Regions from separate parts of the Sus scrofa genome. Here region 2 is linked to region 1. The links are chromatin contacts, called in public targeted proximity ligation maps. All regions are on one chromosome and are shown on one strand. The core of a region is the stretch at or near the end of the contact, and the rest is flanking DNA. Distances in the headings are between cores, read along the strand shown.

The links.
Region 2: a targeted proximity ligation map of alveolar macrophages shows a contact between it and region 1. A contact is called at or near these places in 1 of 47 Hi-C or Micro-C datasets (subcutaneous adipose tissue) and 1 of 2 datasets of targeted methods (alveolar macrophages).

Annotation. Positions count from the first base shown.
Region 1 is chr3:31,417,265-31,421,035 of Sscrofa11.1, reverse strand. All of the region lies in intron 5 of TXNDC11 (thioredoxin domain-containing protein 11), which reads right to left. Among named protein-coding and RNA genes, the nearest start is that of SNN, 36 kb to the left of the region's middle.
Region 2 is chr3:32,142,767-32,146,558 of Sscrofa11.1, reverse strand. CLEC16A (protein CLEC16A) reads left to right here. Exons shown (of 25, transcript XM_021086617.1): 2 at 1,227-1,355. Among named protein-coding and RNA genes, the nearest start is that of CLEC16A, 14 kb to the left of the region's middle.

The sequences.
Region 1 (3,771 bases), core at 1,251-3,750:
TCATGCACCCTCCACCACACCCCCTCACGGCACGGGGTGAGCAGAAACCAACACTATCAGGCCCATGAGGTTTTGTCTGCTTGAGGAACAAACAGCCTTCTCTGCTCCATTGCATTTCTTTTTGCACTTTTTGCAGATTGACCCCTGCAATAAGTCAACTATCTTGTACAAGGTTGGGGTTCTTTTCCATCACTAGAAGAATGCTCCACCCCAGCTCCCCACACCCCCACAGGCGGAACTTCCCTTGTCCTTCCCGTGCCTTCCACACACCACTGTCACCATTTATCTTGTGGCCGCCACCAAGGACACACGGGGAATGCAAAGAGATGAAATCCCATCTGGTTTCCATTCGGACTCATCTGGCTCACTTGTGATCTTTCAGGTTTGCACCAAGGTTTTTTGGTTTTGGCCTTTTGCATAATGTTTTAATATCAGACTACTTTATTTCGCTTTTAATCACTGTCTTAAATTCCACTTTTAACAGTAAAACCTCGGTTCAGTATTAAGGTAAAGCACATACATTCTAAGGTGAGACCTCAGTGGGACAAGATATTACAATCCTCAAACATTCCAGAAAGAATAATAAATAGTTTCTTTTGTTAGCAAAAGAGAACACTTTTTTTTTTCTTTTTAACTGAAGTATAGTTGATTTACCGTACTATTTTAGTTTCAGGTGTACAACAAAGTAATTCAGAATTCAGTTATATACATATTTTTTTCAGATTTTCCATTAATAGATTTTTTTAAATTGTGTTTTAAAATTAATAATGAAGGGTCTTGCCAGAAGCAAAGCCACACAATTCACACTCCCCAACTAAGAGCTACCAGGAGCACACTCTGAAGCATTAACTCAAGGATATGCCTGCAGGAAACTCGGTATCTTAGAAAATAATTGCTTTTTTTTGGATAATGAGGCCCAGGTCCCGAGCTGCACCATCTGATGTGGTAGCCACTGACCATATGTGAACACTTGAAATATGAACAATTGAGGGACTAAATTTTTAACTTTGATTTTAATTAATGTAAAAGTGATAACTCAGTTACTGGAAAACATTTAAGCATGTTTAAAACAACTTGGGTTTGTAACCTGAAAGTAATATAATACTGTAAGTCAATTATAGTACCATTAAAACAACATAAAACAATATTTGGTAGGTAAATCACTTTTTTCAACTGAAAATTTTATGAACTCTAAATACAAATCAAGTATTTCCAGTGAAAGTTCAGCATCTGAATTGAGATATGCTGTGAGGTATAAAAGATTTGGTTCAATAAAAAATGTAAAATATCTCAAATTAGGCGTTCCCATTGAGGCTCAGCAGTAATGAACCCAACTAGTATCCAGGAGGCCACAGGTCGATCCCTGGCTCAGCTCAGTGGGTTATGGATCTGACATTGCCGTGGACTGCGTTTAAGTCGCAGACATGGCTCAGATCTGGTGTTGCTGTGGCTGTGGTGTAGGCCAGGGGCTACAGCTCCAATTGGACCCCTAGCCTGGGAACCTCCATAGGCCGTGGGTGTGACCCTAAAAAAAAAGGAAAAAAAAAATCTCAAATTCTCCTACTACTTCTTAAATTTTAATGCAGCCACCAGAAAATTTTAAAATACCTACATGGTTCCTGTGATAGTTCTACTGCACTGTGGCACTGAGGAAAAAACAAGATTTATGTAACTCAGGAAGATTAGGCTAAAATAGTGAGTCTTAATACTGGACAAGTTATCTGGGAAGGATACAGAAGATGACATTTCTTCAGTTTTTTTCGTGAAAGTCCCCCAATAGCAGCGCGTGATTACTTTTAGGACTGTGTCCCACCCTCTCCTCGTGACTCTAGGGCTAAACTGCTGAGCTTCTGCAATCAATTCTCTCGGAGGCCTAAAGAGCACGGGGTGTTCCACAATAAGGTACCTGAGGCGACCCAAAGAACAAGCAGAAATGCCAGAGCCGAACAACGTGGACACTTCTACATCGGGACTGGCCATCTGCTCTCTGGGCGGCTTCTGTGTGAGCTCATCTCTCAGGGACCACAGAACACAACGGAGCATCAGGTCAGGAAAAACACTGATAAATCTGGAGTTCCCGTCGTGGCTCAGTGGTTAACGAATCCGACTAGGAACCATGAGGTTGTGGGTTCGATCCCTGGCCTGGCTCAGTGGGTTGAGGATCCGGTATTGCCATGAGCCGGGGGGTAGTTCGCAGACGTGGTTCAGATCCCATGTTGCTGTGGGTGTGATGTAGGCCAGTGGCTACAGCTCCAATCAGACCCCTAGCCTGGGAATCTCCATATGCGGCCTTAGAAAAAGACAAAAAAAAAAAAAAAAGAAAAGAAAAAGAAAAATACTGACAGAGATAACTGCTAACAAATATATCATGATACACTTCAAAACTAAATACCACTGGACTAAATCACATGGCTTTTTAATCAGCATAGCTAACAAGGTATTTACCCCCTGGGAAAGTTTCTCTCACTTCCTTACTCTGTCTGGGCAGTAGTGACATTCCAAAAGGCAAACCTGGGAGTTCCCTTCATGACTCAGCGGAAACGCATCTGACTAGCATCCATGAGGACACAGGTTCGATCCCTGGCCTCACGCCCAGTGGGTTAAGGATCCTGAGTTGCTGTGGCTGTGGTATAGGCCAGCAGCTACAGCTCCGATTTGACTCCTAACCTGGGAACTTCCATAGGCCACTGGTGCAGCCCTAAAAAGCAAAAAACAAAACAAAACAAAACAAACCCCAAAGGCAAACCTGTACCTTGGTACCTTCCATCCTAGAAACAAGTCTCATTTTGCTCTATACTCTGTCATTTTTATTAACTTCTGCTTTCCCAGTCTTCTTCCCAAGGTTTTAGACAAGGAAGAAAAAAGAAAAAGGTAGGATTATATACACAGGGATAACAATAGCCCCTCCAGAGCTCCTCGGCACTGACAGTGATTCACAGTCATTCACTGGATGATGACGTCACACATTTCCAGTGCTGAATGCATTCATCAAAAGGAAAAACTCTTCCAAGAAATGCAATAGATTACAGAAATGTTTATTTTCAAAGTATGAACTGTAGCTGTTGCTTACATTTTTTCCCGGAATGTGACTCTGAGATTTGTGTATTTTCAAAATTCCTAATATAAAGCACAAAGCAATTATCTAGGAAAACATCTGGCATTTGGGCACCAAAGATACAATATGCAAATGCTGGTACTTGCCAAAACACTGTGAAACTCTAAATAAACATGGAACTATCCTTAGCCATGATTTTTTTTTTTTTTTTCTTTTTCGTGAGTTAGGGAGGAAGGGAAAAAAAAATGTAGTTCCAAATACATTATTCTAGGGGAATATAAACTACAGAGCTAAATATGCACTGTCCTATATACTAACATGACAGTAAACTAAACACCCTCACACCAGTGGTCTCATTTAAACCAAAGCCTAATATGAAAACGATCAACTCAATACTTCTCTTGCGTGTATTTCAATTTAAATTTCTTTTCTTCTTTTTTTTAACAGCCTCAGGGAAGGAAAGACTTTACAAAAGAAACCTATCTGCTTAGAAGGCCTTCCTCCATCCCCTTTTATGCTGTTCTCAGGGCCTAGCATACGTGTCACATGTTCTTTCTCTCTTTTTTTTTTAAACAACCCTTCACAAATACAAAAACAATTCTTAGCTCCCAGGCCTAAAAAACAGGCCAAGGGCCAACACATTTTCAAGCTGAAGCTTCCTTTGGAGGCAACCAGAGCAAAGCTCCCTCACTTTGCAGAGGGGAAACCTGAAGGCC
Region 2 (3,792 bases), core at 174-2,673, 730 kb before region 1:
ACCCCCCAAAAACCCAAAAAACAAAAACAGAGTTGATGCAGTTTTTAATTAGATTAATTAAATGATTCAGTGACGAATTATACCATATCTTTAAAGTATAACGAAGATCGAAAATACTAATAAATAAAACCCAGCCCCCGAAAGCAGCAGATCGTTCCCTGTTGTTCCATTTGCAAGGTTCCACCTCTACACGTCCTACCCATTTTTAGAGATTTGCGACCTATCTAACCTTTCCCTACCTTGCCGTCACCAGCCCTCACCCCCCAACTGAAGTGACCAGAAGTCAGGAGGTGACTGTTGCTGAGTCAGTCCCTCTTGCTGTCCCCTTTTCCTTCCCATGCCATGACAGCTGAAGTCGCCTTAGTCTGGAGACATTGTCTCTTAAAAGCTGCGCCAGTTGGCACCCTGTGGGCACTGGCTAGTTAGCTAGTCCCACACCACTCAGGACTGGCCTCTGTGATTCCTGCGGTGGCCTCACCAGTGGCAGAGGGCCTTGAGGGCTGGGCCAGGCCTTTGTCTCTGCTCCAGCAGCTGGCACAGATCTGAAGCAGCGAGGCCTTCCAGGCATGTTTGGGTGGGTGAGGGACGTAGCCCTTGCCTCCCAAACCCATTTTGCATTAGTCTGTGCTCAGCAAATAAGTTTGGCGCCACCTGTGTCATTTGAGCCCTCAGTCCTGATGGGCATTCTGCACATCACGGGGGGTTATGGGCCATTCAAAGGTGAGCACGAGTGCACATGATTTTGCCCTCAGCTCCGGGACCCCCATCCCGGGTCTCTGACTCCACCTGTCATCCCTGTATCTGCCCGGTTGTGCGTCAGGCTCCTGGGCTGAGCCCTGCACCTCCACCTGCTCCCCGACGCGGGAATCGCCTGCGAGAGTGTGGAGAAGGCCGGCGGTGCCTGGTCTACCCTTAGTTCTGCCGGGTCTGAGTCTCCGGGGGTCTGCAGCCCATTTGTCCAGCTCTCAGTCTGAGGATGGCTGTCTTGAAAAGCTGAAGATCTTGCTTCAGTTTGAGTCACGTGTCCCTGGCTATTTAACCCTTCAAGGCATCGGCTGCTGTTTTCCCTTGGGTGATGAGTCATGTCTCCTGAGTGGGAATTGTGCTCACAACCAAATCTGAAAAAAGCACAGCCTAATTGTCCCCCACATGTCACAAGTGGTCACTGAGCCTGGCTTCCATTTCAGTTGGTAACCTTGAACTCTCTTTTCTTTCCTTTCTCTCAGGTATCTGTACCATGTTTTGACCAAAAACACCACTGTCACAGAGCAGAACCGGAACCTGCTGGTGGAGACCATTCGATCCATCACCGAGATCCTGATCTGGGGGGATCAGAATGACAGCTCTGTATTTGAGTAAGGGCATCTGGTTTTTTGTTGTTTTTTGATTCTTCTTCCTCCCGTGACTATTTTTCTAACTGTGTACCATGAGTCATTCCTGGTGATGTCACAATTTAACGCCAGCTTGGTCTTGCACAGATATCCGTCTCTGTCTCTCTCTATAAAATGTCCTTGAAACACTGTAAAAATGCCAGCTAAAAATGGGAGGGTTATGGAAATGAATGTCTCCAGAAAAACTGAAAATGTGATGGATACTTTTCCTAGTAATGTCTCATTATCTCCCCAAAGGAAGGAGAAAATGTCTTGGGTAGTTAGATTCTTGGTCAACTTAAAAGACCCTTCCCTGGGGGAGACAGTAAGGGCTTTTGCTGTGTTTACTGTTGAATGGCCACAGTGCAGAGCTCTTAGGAGATAAATCCTTCTAAGTCTTCCAGCTTCTCCAGGGTGGAGGCCATGTAGCCATCCCCATCCCCACCCCCATTCTTATCCCTATCCCCATTCTCATCTTCATCCCTAACCCCATTCTCATCCCCATCTTCATCCCCAACTCCATCTTCACCCCCATCTTCATCCCGTTTCTGTCGCCATCTTCATCCTCATCCCCATCTTCCTCCCCTTCCCATCCCCATCTTCATTCCCATCTCCGTCTTCATCCCTGTCCCCATCCTCATCGTCACCCCACCTCCATCCTTGTTTATGCTCAAGGTCACATAGCTGGTAAGTGGAGCAGTGGCTCACGCTCTGGAGCCCATGGAAGGGTTTCTCTCACTCTTGTACTTACTAGATGAGCAGTCTTAGGCCACTGTACTTTCCTCATCTTTAAATGAGAGAGAGCAAGTGCTCTGCCCAGTGCCTAGTACCGAATAGGCACTCAAGAAATAAAAGCAAACGATAATTTTAAAAGGTGTCCCTACTGGACAGTTAAAAAGCAAGGACCATAGCCCATCAACTGCTTTTTCCAACAGACCTGTCCCAACATCTGAGTACAGAAGAATTGGGGTTATGACAACCACCAAACACAGATGTTCTTTTTATAGAAAACAATTTCAGTGATAAGTATTGAGGCCACTTAAAAACAAATTTAAAATAAATAGAGGTGTTTGACTCCTAGCCCAACTTCTTATTAGATATCCTGATTTTCTGGTAGCTCTGTATTTTCATCAGTAAGGTTAGCTAAGGTAGAGATACTGTGGAAAATGCAAATTGTCTAGAAGGCAAACCAGTGACACCGGCTGTGATACCCAGGGGAAAACATGCGTGAAGTGGGTGTCGCTCCTAAACGGGACTGGTTGCCTTTAAGGATCCCCGGGGAGTATACTGTTGGTTGGTTGTTTGGTGTCTGTTTATGGAAACGAGAAAGGCCCTTGAGGTGAAGATTAGAAACCATGGCCCCTTTACTAAAATGAACTTAGTACCATCTGTCATGTAGAGAAACTGCTGCGCTCTTAGAGGCCCAGTGATTCTTAAATGGCTGCCCAACAGAGGCCCGAGAAAATTTGTTTTTAATCCATTTTTAAGTTAGGGGATAATTTTAGATTTAGATGGGGGTGGGGACAGAAAGTCCCCATTTACTCCTCACCCTGTTTTCCCATTAATGCCTTAAATGCCTAGAGTGCATTTTGTCAAAACTGAGATGCAGAGTTCCCGTCAAGGCTCAGCAGAAACAAATCTGGCTAGCATCCATGAGGATACAGGTTCGATCCCTGGCCTTGCTCGGTTGGTTAAGGATCCGGTGTTGCCGTGAGCTGTGGTGTAGGTTGCAGATGCGGCTCAGATCTGGTGTTGCTGTGGCTGTGTTGTAGGCCAGTGGCTACAGCTCCAATTGGACCCTTAGCCTGGGAACCTTCATATGCTGTGGGTACGGCCCTAAAAATACCAAAAAATAAACAAATAAAAATGAAGCAAAGAAAGAATAAATTATTTAAAAAAAAAAAAAAAAAAGCTGAGATGCTAACATTACTATTCCATCAACTCCAGACCTGATTTGGATTTTGCCAGTTTTCCCACTAACATCCTCTTTCTGCTCTAGGATCCCAATCCAGCTCCCACAACACATTTTTTTTTTTTTTTTTTTTTTTTTTTTTTTTGCCACACTTGCAGCATGTGGAAGTTCCCGGGCCAGGGATTGAACCCACACCACAGCTGTGAACCCAGCCACAGCAGTGACACTTTAACCCACTGAGCCACCAGGGGCCTCTTCCCACAATGCATTTAGTCATCATGTTTTAGTTTTTCGGTCTTCTCTTGTTTTTATGACCTTGATGATTTTGAGAAGTACGGCCAGTCGTCCTGTAGAATGTTCCCCAACCTGGGTTTCTGTTTCTTTCACGATTAGCCTGGGGAAGAATGCGCCAGAGGCGAAGTGCCCTGCCCGTCCCAGCATGCTTATGTCCATGCCGTCCCTGGTGAGGTCAGCCTGATCCCTTGGCCAAGGTGGTGTCTGCCAGGCTTT